Linked DNA regions of Lactuca sativa: region 1 is linked to region 2. The links are chromatin contacts, called in public Hi-C maps. All regions are on one chromosome and are shown on one strand. The core of a region is the stretch at or near the end of the contact, and the rest is flanking DNA. Distances in the headings are between cores, read along the strand shown.

The links. A called contact is a pair of places that touch in the nucleus more often than the background predicts.
Region 1: a contact with region 2 is called in a Hi-C map of leaf, with 3 times the contacts expected there. The contact joins the promoter of LOC111897274 here to the promoter of LOC111897249 in region 2. A contact is called at or near these places in 2 of 4 Hi-C or Micro-C datasets (both in leaf).

The regions. Positions count from the first base shown.
Region 1 is chr5:186,005,908-186,010,751 of Lsat_Salinas_v11, forward strand. LOC111897274 (ureidoglycolate hydrolase) reads left to right here and starts at 2,983. Exons shown (of 11, transcript XM_023893236.3): 1 at 2,983-3,413; 2 at 3,625-3,710; 3 at 3,940-4,014; 4 at 4,141-4,269; 5 at 4,357-4,443; 6 at 4,542-4,844. The coding sequence starts at 3,225. LOC111897182 reads right to left here and starts at 1,258. Exons shown (of 10, transcript XM_023893135.3): 1 at 1,042-1,258.
Region 2 is chr5:185,595,180-185,600,625 of Lsat_Salinas_v11, forward strand. LOC111897249 (purple acid phosphatase 2) reads right to left here and starts at 2,584. Exons shown (of 4, transcript XR_006191865.1): 1 at 2,175-2,584; 2 at 1,752-1,952; 3 at 1,170-1,232.

The DNA.
Region 1 (4,844 bases), core at 1,733-4,232, 410 kb after region 2:
GAAAAATATAATCAAATAACAATTGAGCATTATGTTGTAAGTCCAGTAATCAAACACTTCCATGTGATTCCATTAACAAGGTGCCAAGGTCCACTAAAATCTAAAACAATTTCAGTGTCTGCCCTAAAAGATTGTGTAGCTTAAGAAACAGAACTTCTCTGTCTATTGCAGGAAATGGAAACATAAAGATAGATGATGTAAAAACATATTGGCCAATAAATAACAGATAATATTGGAAATAGAGTACAAATGCAAGAAAATACTGAAAGCGAAAAGGAAATTATGATGAACTGGGAGACTTGTTAATCAGACTTTAGTGGAGATGTTTGTTGTGTTCATTAATCCACAGGTATGTTGGGACAAAGATGCAAAAACAACTCTCTTAATTTTGGAAAACTCAAAATAGAATCATTCAAACTAAAAACCCATGCCTTAATCCCCAATGATTCAATTAGATTAGCAAAATTATTTCTCAACTCAATCCTCTTAATGAATATACTCTGCACCACATTAAGGAGTTATCTGAGGACACATCCCACTTAAAAGGTCCCAAAATCTGCAGAAACATGATTTTGTCATTTCCAACTTCCAAGTTCATCTAAAACTGACTACTACGAATCAAGTCACAATAATTGGCTTAAACACACATCCATACACCCCCTATATCACAGTTCCAAATAGAATGTTGTTAATCAAATTCAATCCCTGTGTTTATTATTTCATAACTAACCTCGCATTACAGCAAATTGAACATAATGATTATCTGATACAACTATAAAGAAAAACTGTGTTTTAATACGAAATCTGGTAGTTAAATCACTAGTCCTCGTGGTATAGCATCACAATTCCCCAAATTCAAACAAAATCCACCACTAGATCCTATCAGTTTGTTCTACGCTTGGTTATGAGTTTATAAACCCTAAAAAATAGCTCCTAAATCAGTTTTGAGCAAAATCAAACTTAATAGGCCATATCAAAATTAGCAAAAGCGAATAAAGTAACCACAATCCATATGGTGAAACATAAACAAACACAACTTACCTGACAAAAATTCATGGTTATTCTTGATCGTCGGCGGCGTAGCGGAGCAGCAGCGGTGGAGGATCTGTCGTGAGGCGATGAACTGCACGAGGAGATTGTCAGAAGCAGAGACGCAGAGAGGAGGCAGCGGCTATGTTAGTGGGGTCGTACCGTCGGAATCCGTAGGTTCCCCTTGCAATGTCCCTTCCGAACTCAAACTCTTATTTGAGGAAATATGTTTTAAATACTTTTTTTTTTTTTTTGAACTGCGGACTATATTAAAGCGCAAAAAAAAAAAAAGAAAGAGAAACATTACAAAAAAACAGTTTAGAACAGGATTTTAAAATAGTTTGAAAATAATTTAATTATATTAATACTATTATTATAGTAAAGTTGATATATAAAATCCAGAATATTTTAAAGCATTTATGATATCTAATTATAATCATATCATTTAATTATATGTCGTGCGAATAAAAAGTAAATATGTCATTGATGCAGTGTTACATTTAACGTTATAGTTAATACATAAATTACTTATTTTGATATTTTTTTTTAAATTTCCATCTTGATAATTATTTAAAAAGATTTTTAAAGTTCTAAAAAGTTCGTCGTGGTGTGTCATGGCTCCAAAGTTTGTATTTGTCGCTAAGTGTTAATAAAATGTTATCCATTTTACCTTTTTTTTTATATAGAGATTGAAGCATCCATGGATGAAAAAGAAGGTAAATGAATGGAAAGAAGCCGATTACATTTTAATTGTTTTTTTTTCATAGATTATTTGTTTTGCTATAATGATAATTGGCTTGGTACATGGTTATTATTATTTTTGTACAATGATATTTTGATTATTATTATTTTGGTATTGATGATATTTTAATTATTATTATTTTTCGTACAATGATATTTATTGTCATGCTCTTTTTAGCAAGTGACGACTGTTTTATGATTGAAAGTAAAAGAAATAATAAAAAAGAGTTAACTCATTTTTTTGATAAAATAATAGTCATTTTATAACATGAATGTGATGTATGGTAAAAGTTGTCCAACAAATAATAAAATAGTCCAACAAGTTATATGAAGCCCAACAAATGTTCTAATTCAGTACAAGGACTGAAGCTTGGTTTGGGACCCAAAACCGACATACCCGAAACCGGAAGTGGCACAACCTAAACCCATCGATCAAGGTAATTCAAGAATTTCAGGTTTTTGGTCTTCAGGTCGATTCGGTCTAGGTCCAACCCGTTGCCCATACCAAGTTAGAGCCCACTTTGAAGGAACGCTTATAAAGTGTTGGACGCATAACGTGGCCTAGATTGACTTAGTTAATTTACCGGTTGTCATATCACCGTCTTTCACACCATCACCAAAGCATTTTTCACATGTTTATAACCAACTACAATACGATCACGAGATAAATCTCTCATCACCAACATCACAAACATCATTAGCATCAAAGACATGAGCACCACCATAGAATCGGCAAACATTTATTGCATTAGAGGCATGCCCACCACCACAAACCCGACAAGCATTTATTGCTACCAACAACAGAGTTAGAAACACCAACAAATGACACAATCATAAAGAAGTTCAAGTCTCCCATCACGGATCTTTTTATTTCATTTTATAAGGCATTGAGATAACATGCCAGTTAACACAAAAAGGGAAAATTACATGTTGCATGAAAATTACGAGGTAAAATCGACCAAAAAAGAAAGAACGGTGTGAAACCCTAAAACTTTATAAACCTCAATGTTTTCTTGTAAATTTTTCGAAGGGAAACGAAGAGATCGAAAAAAAAAATATAATAAAAATAAAATAATAAAAAAATATCACTTCCATCAAATATATCAAATACATTAAAGAATCCCATCATCCCTATCAATTTTCAGTACAATTATTTTTTCTTCTTTGAATGTTAACTTCGTTTGGCTCACAGTTTCAATAGAATTATTTTTTTTCTTTGAATGTTAACTTCTTTTGGTTCACATGGTCACCTAGGAAATTTAAATGGAGATATTTTATTGAAGAAAATACCAGCTTTTAGAGGCAAAGTTGTTTGTCCTTTGTCATCATCTGCTCCACATGCGATAAACCCCTTTGATTAATGGAGTCGGATTCATCTCTCCACTCCGTGACTAAATTATTCACTCTAAACTCATCAAAATTCTAAACCCAACAATCCCAATCGAACAAGGATAATGATGGTTTTCAGATTCCGTCTCATGCTCTATGTTCTTTTCGTTACCTTCATCGCTTGCGTACAAGCTCAAAATGTTGATGAAATGGACTCAACAATCAAAACAATGGAGGAATTCTCCGGTTATCCACTTCATGAAATTGACTCCGTCTCTTCCTTCGCGGTGGATTCTGTAAATCTTCAGAAACAGGTGGTGTATCATTCAGTTTCATAATCCAGTCGTTTTCTGCTTCTATTCATCATAGATATTTTACTTATGCCGAACTGAATTCGTAGTAGTAGTAGCAGTAGGAATGATAATCGTTCTTTTCAAGCATCAACTGCACTCCGCATCCCAGTAAACTCCAAATTCGAGTTTTGATGATCAAATGAGTTACTTATATTGTTAAAATTGAAAACAGATCGATGAACTTTCGAGTTTCTCGGATTCACCAGCCCCTTCAGTAACAAGGATCTTGTACAGCGAAAATGATGTACTGGCTAGAAGGTATGTAATCGATTATGATCATTAGAATTACGCCTTAAAAACGATAATCGCCCTATGGAATTGTTCATGATCTTCTTATGAAATTAGTTATAGTTTTGATTGAAAAGGAACATCTTCTATATTCTATAATGATCAATCTATATATTAACTGCAAAAAAGTGGTTAGTCTGTTGAAGAAACACAAATCTGTTTATTTTTTCTTGAATCTTTTTTGTCAATTTCCATTTAGGTTCATCAAGAAGTTGATGAAAGAAGCTGGTCTTTCTGTGAGAGAAGATGCTGTTGGCAATATATTTGGTCAGTGGTGAGTTTATTTGTATGCCTTAAACAATATCTTGTACTACTTTTAGTTTATAACATAGAAATATTTTGTACTAAAGTGAACCTCTGAAAGTTGACTTTTGATCTTGTTTGATTCTATACACTACAGGGAAGGGAGTGAACCAGATCTATCTGCTGTTTCAACAGGATCTCACATCGATGCTATTCCATATTCTGGGAAATATGATGGGGTAGTTGGTGTATTGGGTGCCATTGAAGCCATTAATGTACTAAAGAGGTGTTTAAATCTTTTGAGTTTATTGCACTTTTTGTGTTTTTTTTGTCACCTAAAGTCTTGTTTTATCTTGATGTTTGGAATTTACAGATATGGATTTAAGCCTAAAAGGTCTTTAGAAGTAATCATGTTTACCTCAGAAGAGCCTACAAGATATGGCATCAGTTGTTTAGGAAGGTTTGTACTTTTTAGCAAGTTTGATTATAGAATGAAAGATAATTCAGTAATTAATCTCTATTTTTCTTGTGAGATACTTATCTGATTTTTTTTTTCAGCCGATTATTAGCTGGAAGTGTCTCACTTGCTACAGCTCTTAAGCAGACTGTAGATAATCAGAATATTTCCTTCATGGAAGCTGCAAAATCTGCTGGATATGCAGAAAACAATGACTTTTCCACTGTGTTTTTAGATGATAAAAGATATTCAGCTTTTGTAGAACTTCATATAGAACAAGGACCTATTTTGGAAAATGAAGGAATTTCTATTGGTATTGTGACTGCTATTGCTGCTCCTGCAAGTATTAAAGTTGATTTTGGAGGAAATGGAGGTCATGCTGGAGCTGCTTTAATGCCTCAAAG
Region 2 (5,446 bases), core at 1,334-3,833:
ATCAAGCATATTTTTGTTTTGGATTGAGAAATAGAAGATGAACAAATTACATATAAAGTACATAGGGAATGATTAATCTAAGTAAAAAGAAAACTAACATGTTATTTGTTGTATATGATGCAGGGATGAAGAAATATATATTGGAGCTCTATAAAATATAAAGAGAATGAAAACATAAATTTATAAAAGATCAACTGGATTAAAAATGTAATAATATATAGGGTAATACGTTACTGATTTTAAGGGATGAAGTTGGTAAATTTTTAAAATTTAATTAATTTATCCTAAATAAGTAGCACTGGCATGTATGTTTTTTCGGATTATAAGGGGTTGATACCCAATTTAAAACGATCCGAATTAAATGACAGGTAAATATGAGTAAGTTTTGCAATAATTAGAATTATTTTTTCTTGATTTAGTGGGAATAATGTGACTGTTTCTACTGTTTAATTGCACAGAATCAAGGATGAATAACCGAAGTTAAGTAGCACAAGGGTACAACCAGAATTTCAGTATGTAAGTACATTACTATTTCGTACCGAACAGTCATGTGTAACCTGATTGGATATCATAAAGTAATGCATCTGTAGTTTAGATATTATAGTTTATAAATTAAAAATTAGAAGTTATATCTGAAAAATCATGGGATAAAAGCACGAAATGGCAATCTACTTTCATAAAATGGACCCTAATGAAGTGTAATGACAGATAGGTGGTCTTTCTGTAACACAGTGCCCCACACCCACTCATTACTCAAATATTTTAGAAAACCTCTTCACAAAACTTTGTATTTTAACTTATTTTATTTGAACACTTGTATTTTCAATGTCACACATAATAAAATGCCATTGTTTTTCAACCATCAACAACAGCAAGTGCGGACTCCAGACATGAATATCTTTACCTGCTTATTATATTTGTTTTTGATATAGTAGATGTGAATTCCTTCACTGTAAATTGTTTTTATAAAGACTGATTACTTATTTATATAATAACTTTATAAAGTTTATCAGTTTATGCCATCATGATTTAGTTTTTACCGGTTTACACGTTATTTTTTATCTATAATTTTTAACGAAGGTCAATTACATGATATAGCAGGAAGAAGAAGAATATTGAATAGTTATGCAATAGAAACATGAAAAAGATGTGAGAATATTTCACCATACCTAATCGAAGAATGGATGTCGAGTTCGCTGTTTTATTTTCTTCTGCTCCTGCACTGCACTGCACTGGATATGTGAATGAATCGATTTGTGAAGTATGAAGCGAGATAGGTGAGACTATTTAACCAAGATAATTGAAGACTGTTTTTAAAATTTAGATATATTACGTTATATAAGGTAGTGATAATCATTTGGAATAGATAGTTATGGATAATAAATGTGAATTTATATTGATATATACATAATTGAATAAGGTTTAATGAGTTTCCATTTAAAAAACATGCAGGAAATAAGATATGACAGCTTGCCTTATGAAATCTTGAATCGTGAATAGAAAAATAACAAACACCCATTTATTTCGAAATGAACTGAAGTTGCTGAGAAAATTGAATCAAAGGGCGATTTTGAGAATTCAGTTAGACGATAGGAGCGGGAAAAATCGATTGGGGGAGGCTGAGAGAATGCCACGTGGCAATGAAGGTACTTATTTATAAGAATGTTTGGTAGTAGAAATCAAAATTAGTGTAAAGATCTTAAATGTTACGAATTATAAGAATGTTTGGTAGTAGAAATCAAAATTAGTACCTCCAAATCAGTAAGATTGCAATGATGGATGAATCCAAAAGTATAATCGTAGTATGTGTAGGTGGTAATAATGCCCTTAGTTGTGTTCTGACTACTGTTGTCTTCACTCCAATAAACAACTGTATCTGAACCTGGTTCCTCCATTGTCACCCAAGATACAATCATTGCCTTCCCCACATGATCACCTTGGGTTATATGAACCTTGATTTAGAAAACGGACAATCAATTTCATTAACATCATCGACAATACCAAGTGTAAATCAAGTAGATGCAGATGAGCTGTAAAGAGGTTCCTAAATCATACAATTAATCTCAAAAGTTGAGCGAAATGCAAATGAGGTTCTTAAATTGAACAAAACACTATCAAAACTAACCTAAAATGAAAGCGATATGAAAATGGGGATTTTAGATGGAAATCGATACCTGTTGAGGCGCATTATAACCGGGAGACTTAGTAAACACATCACTGTCAACAGGCATATCGATAGTTTTCTCATATTTTCTTACAAAACTACTGGTTGTTCCTCCATCAACAAACAAAGCGGATTCGAACACCAATAGCCCAAGAACAGAGACAATAACAGGGCACCATCGGACACTCATCTTATTCACGCTCCTTTCGATTCCTCCCAGCTAAATATGCGCAAAACCAGAAGAGCGTGAAGATAAGGAGGTGATAACTGAAATTTTCAAATTACTAATCTAATCTCCTCAAATCACGCACGAAATTGCAATTGACAGCTAAAATTTTCGGATTTATTGCATCAGTTTGAACTTTGATTCAATTTGATTCAATGGCATTTACGTAGATGAATAAATGAGCGGGAAAACTCGATTTTGGGTCGTGCAGAGTTCTACTTATTTATTAGAATTAGGATATATATATATATATATATATATATATATATATATATATATATATATATATATATATATATATATATATATATATATATATATATATATATATATATATATATATATATATCCCATAAATTTTGGGCCCCTTAGAGACGTGGATCCTGGGCGGTCGCCCGGTTGCCCACTGTCTAGACCGGCCCTGACCCACGCTATTGCTAAGGGTGTCTATGGACACCCCTAGATTTGGATTTCATTTTATAATTCGATCATATACTAAATTTAATATGCCATCTGTTCAGTTGTATAGTAAATTCAACTAGACACTTGTTGAAAATAGATATACTGATTTATTTGGATCTAAGAGGCAATTAACAAGAATACATTATATTTTAGTAGAGATAGTAATCTAATCTATCTGATTTTTTAAACCCTAATCAAAAAAATGAAATATTAGATGGTCTACAAAATAAAAGACTAAAAAAAGATAAAACCCTAATAAAAAAAATTACATATTTTTTTTGACACCGCCGTCTTCTATTTCCCTCCGCTCCTTGTTAGCGGATTCAATTGCTCAGCTCATCTCCGTTGTCATATGCCTTTCTCCAGGAGTGCATGCTTCTTCATCCTGAGGTCTCACTCTCTTTTTCTTATAATGGTTCTTATTATCTCTATTATCTCTATTCGCTTCTTTCATTGGTAAACATCACTTTCTTAGTTATAGTAAATGAAAAGGAAAAAAAGTCAGTAATTAAAGAGGGGAATCTAGAAAAATAATAGTCAAATTACTATGTTACCGTTGTCACATGGTTTTAACTTTTGAAGATGTTATATCATACATTTGACAAATCTACTATAATAAATATCATAATTTTGTCATATGTCATTCTCTAATGAGTTTTGATACTTGTCATTTTATGATATTTTTTAAATAAATAATATCCACATGTCAATTTATGTTTTTTTTTTCAATTTTTAAAATTAAAAGCCACATAATATTATATATATATATATATATATATATATATATATATATATATATAACTATCAAATATAATAAATATTAGAGAAAATTACAAATTTAACCAAATATGTTAAATATTGTGTGGAAAATAGCCAAAAAACCCTCAAATTATATTTTTAGTCACCATAATCACAGATGGACTAAGCCCATCTACAATTTTAACAAGCCATCTGCGAACGTACAAGTTGCTAAAGCACAATCTTGCTTTAGCGATTTGTAAATTCTTAGATGACTTTTTTTTTAATTTTTTAATTTTTTTTTTATTTTTTGCTATATAAATACCTGTTTTGTATGGTTAAAATCGCAGATGTACTAAGCCCATCTGCGATTTTCTCTCATTCGAACTACAATTTGAGTTTTTTTCTTTGTTTTTAAATATTGTCTACTAAATTGATAGGTTAGACTACGAAATCGTCCATAATCGCATATAGGCTAAGAAAATCACTTCTTAGAGAGAGTTTCCAACAAAAAAGTGTGAAAATGAAGCAAAAAATTATGTTTTTATACTTGACATAGTTATGTTCACATATGGATTTCTATGTTCATGGATGAACTAGTTCATTTGCGAATGTACAAGTCGTTAAAGCACGACTGTGCTTTAGCGACTTGTACATTTGCATATGAGTTGCCAAAATCGCAGACGAGCTTAATTCATCTGCGATTTTGATTGCTAAAAATGCAATTTGGATTTTTTTTGCTGTTTTCCACAAAGTAATTAACATATTTGGTTAATTTTGCAATTTTCTCTAAATATTATACTAAATTGCAATTAATTCGTTTTCTTATTTCATATTTCATTTCTTATTTCAAAATTGTATTTTAAAAAATACATATTATTTACATTTCAATATATTTTTTTAATCAACCCGTATAATATACGTGTTTTAAACTTAGTTATAAAATATAATTGAATGATTCTAAAAATATAATGCTCCAAAATCAATAAATTGATTGCAAAATTGTTTTAAAGAAGTTTTAATTGTTTGATTTACGGTTAAAAATTGTAACAAATTTTTTAGAATAATCTTAATTGTTTATTTGTTTATTAATTAAGTATTTTTGTTGTTTTTTTTATTGTTTATATATGTGTTGTTTATTTTAAATTTGATTTGTTTACATTTCATCTTTGGTATAAAGTTAAATATTATATTTGATATAGATGATATTATTAACAATCCGATCCACTAAATAAATTAATCTGCTTATTTTATCATTCCATTTGATTTGACCACATGAGATTTTGAATCCTAGATTCACCATTAGCTATAATGATGAAATCTTTTTTCCTCAATCGCTCAACTATTCATGTGAATATAACAATCTTGTCCTAAATAAATTGTATATTATTGGTCACAAATATTTACCAACCTTATCAAACCTTCATAATAGAGGTATAAGTTCTGATATGACCTTCAAATTATGGCTAGGCGCCATGAAAGACAAGGATCACGTTTTTACGACATGCCTGATATCCAAGGAAGTATAGGAAAATGTCCAAACATTGTGGCGCTTGTTACCACATGTCGTTGCCTTTCCCATTGAAATGATCCATGCTAAACACATGTTTAATTGCCCAAACAACCTCAATGAGGTTCTCGAAGCCATAACATTGATTTACATTTGAGTAATTTGGTCATTCTGGAATCAAAAGATTCACTCGAATATTTTGAAACCATATTAATGCAAGGATTAAAATAGGTGGTAATCTTCGATGGAAAGATGGTGTTTCAATCAAGTTAACGAAGATAAGTCATTTACAATTTTACATTTACTTTGATGTTCTTATTTTTCTTTTGTACCTCCTAGTTGGTTG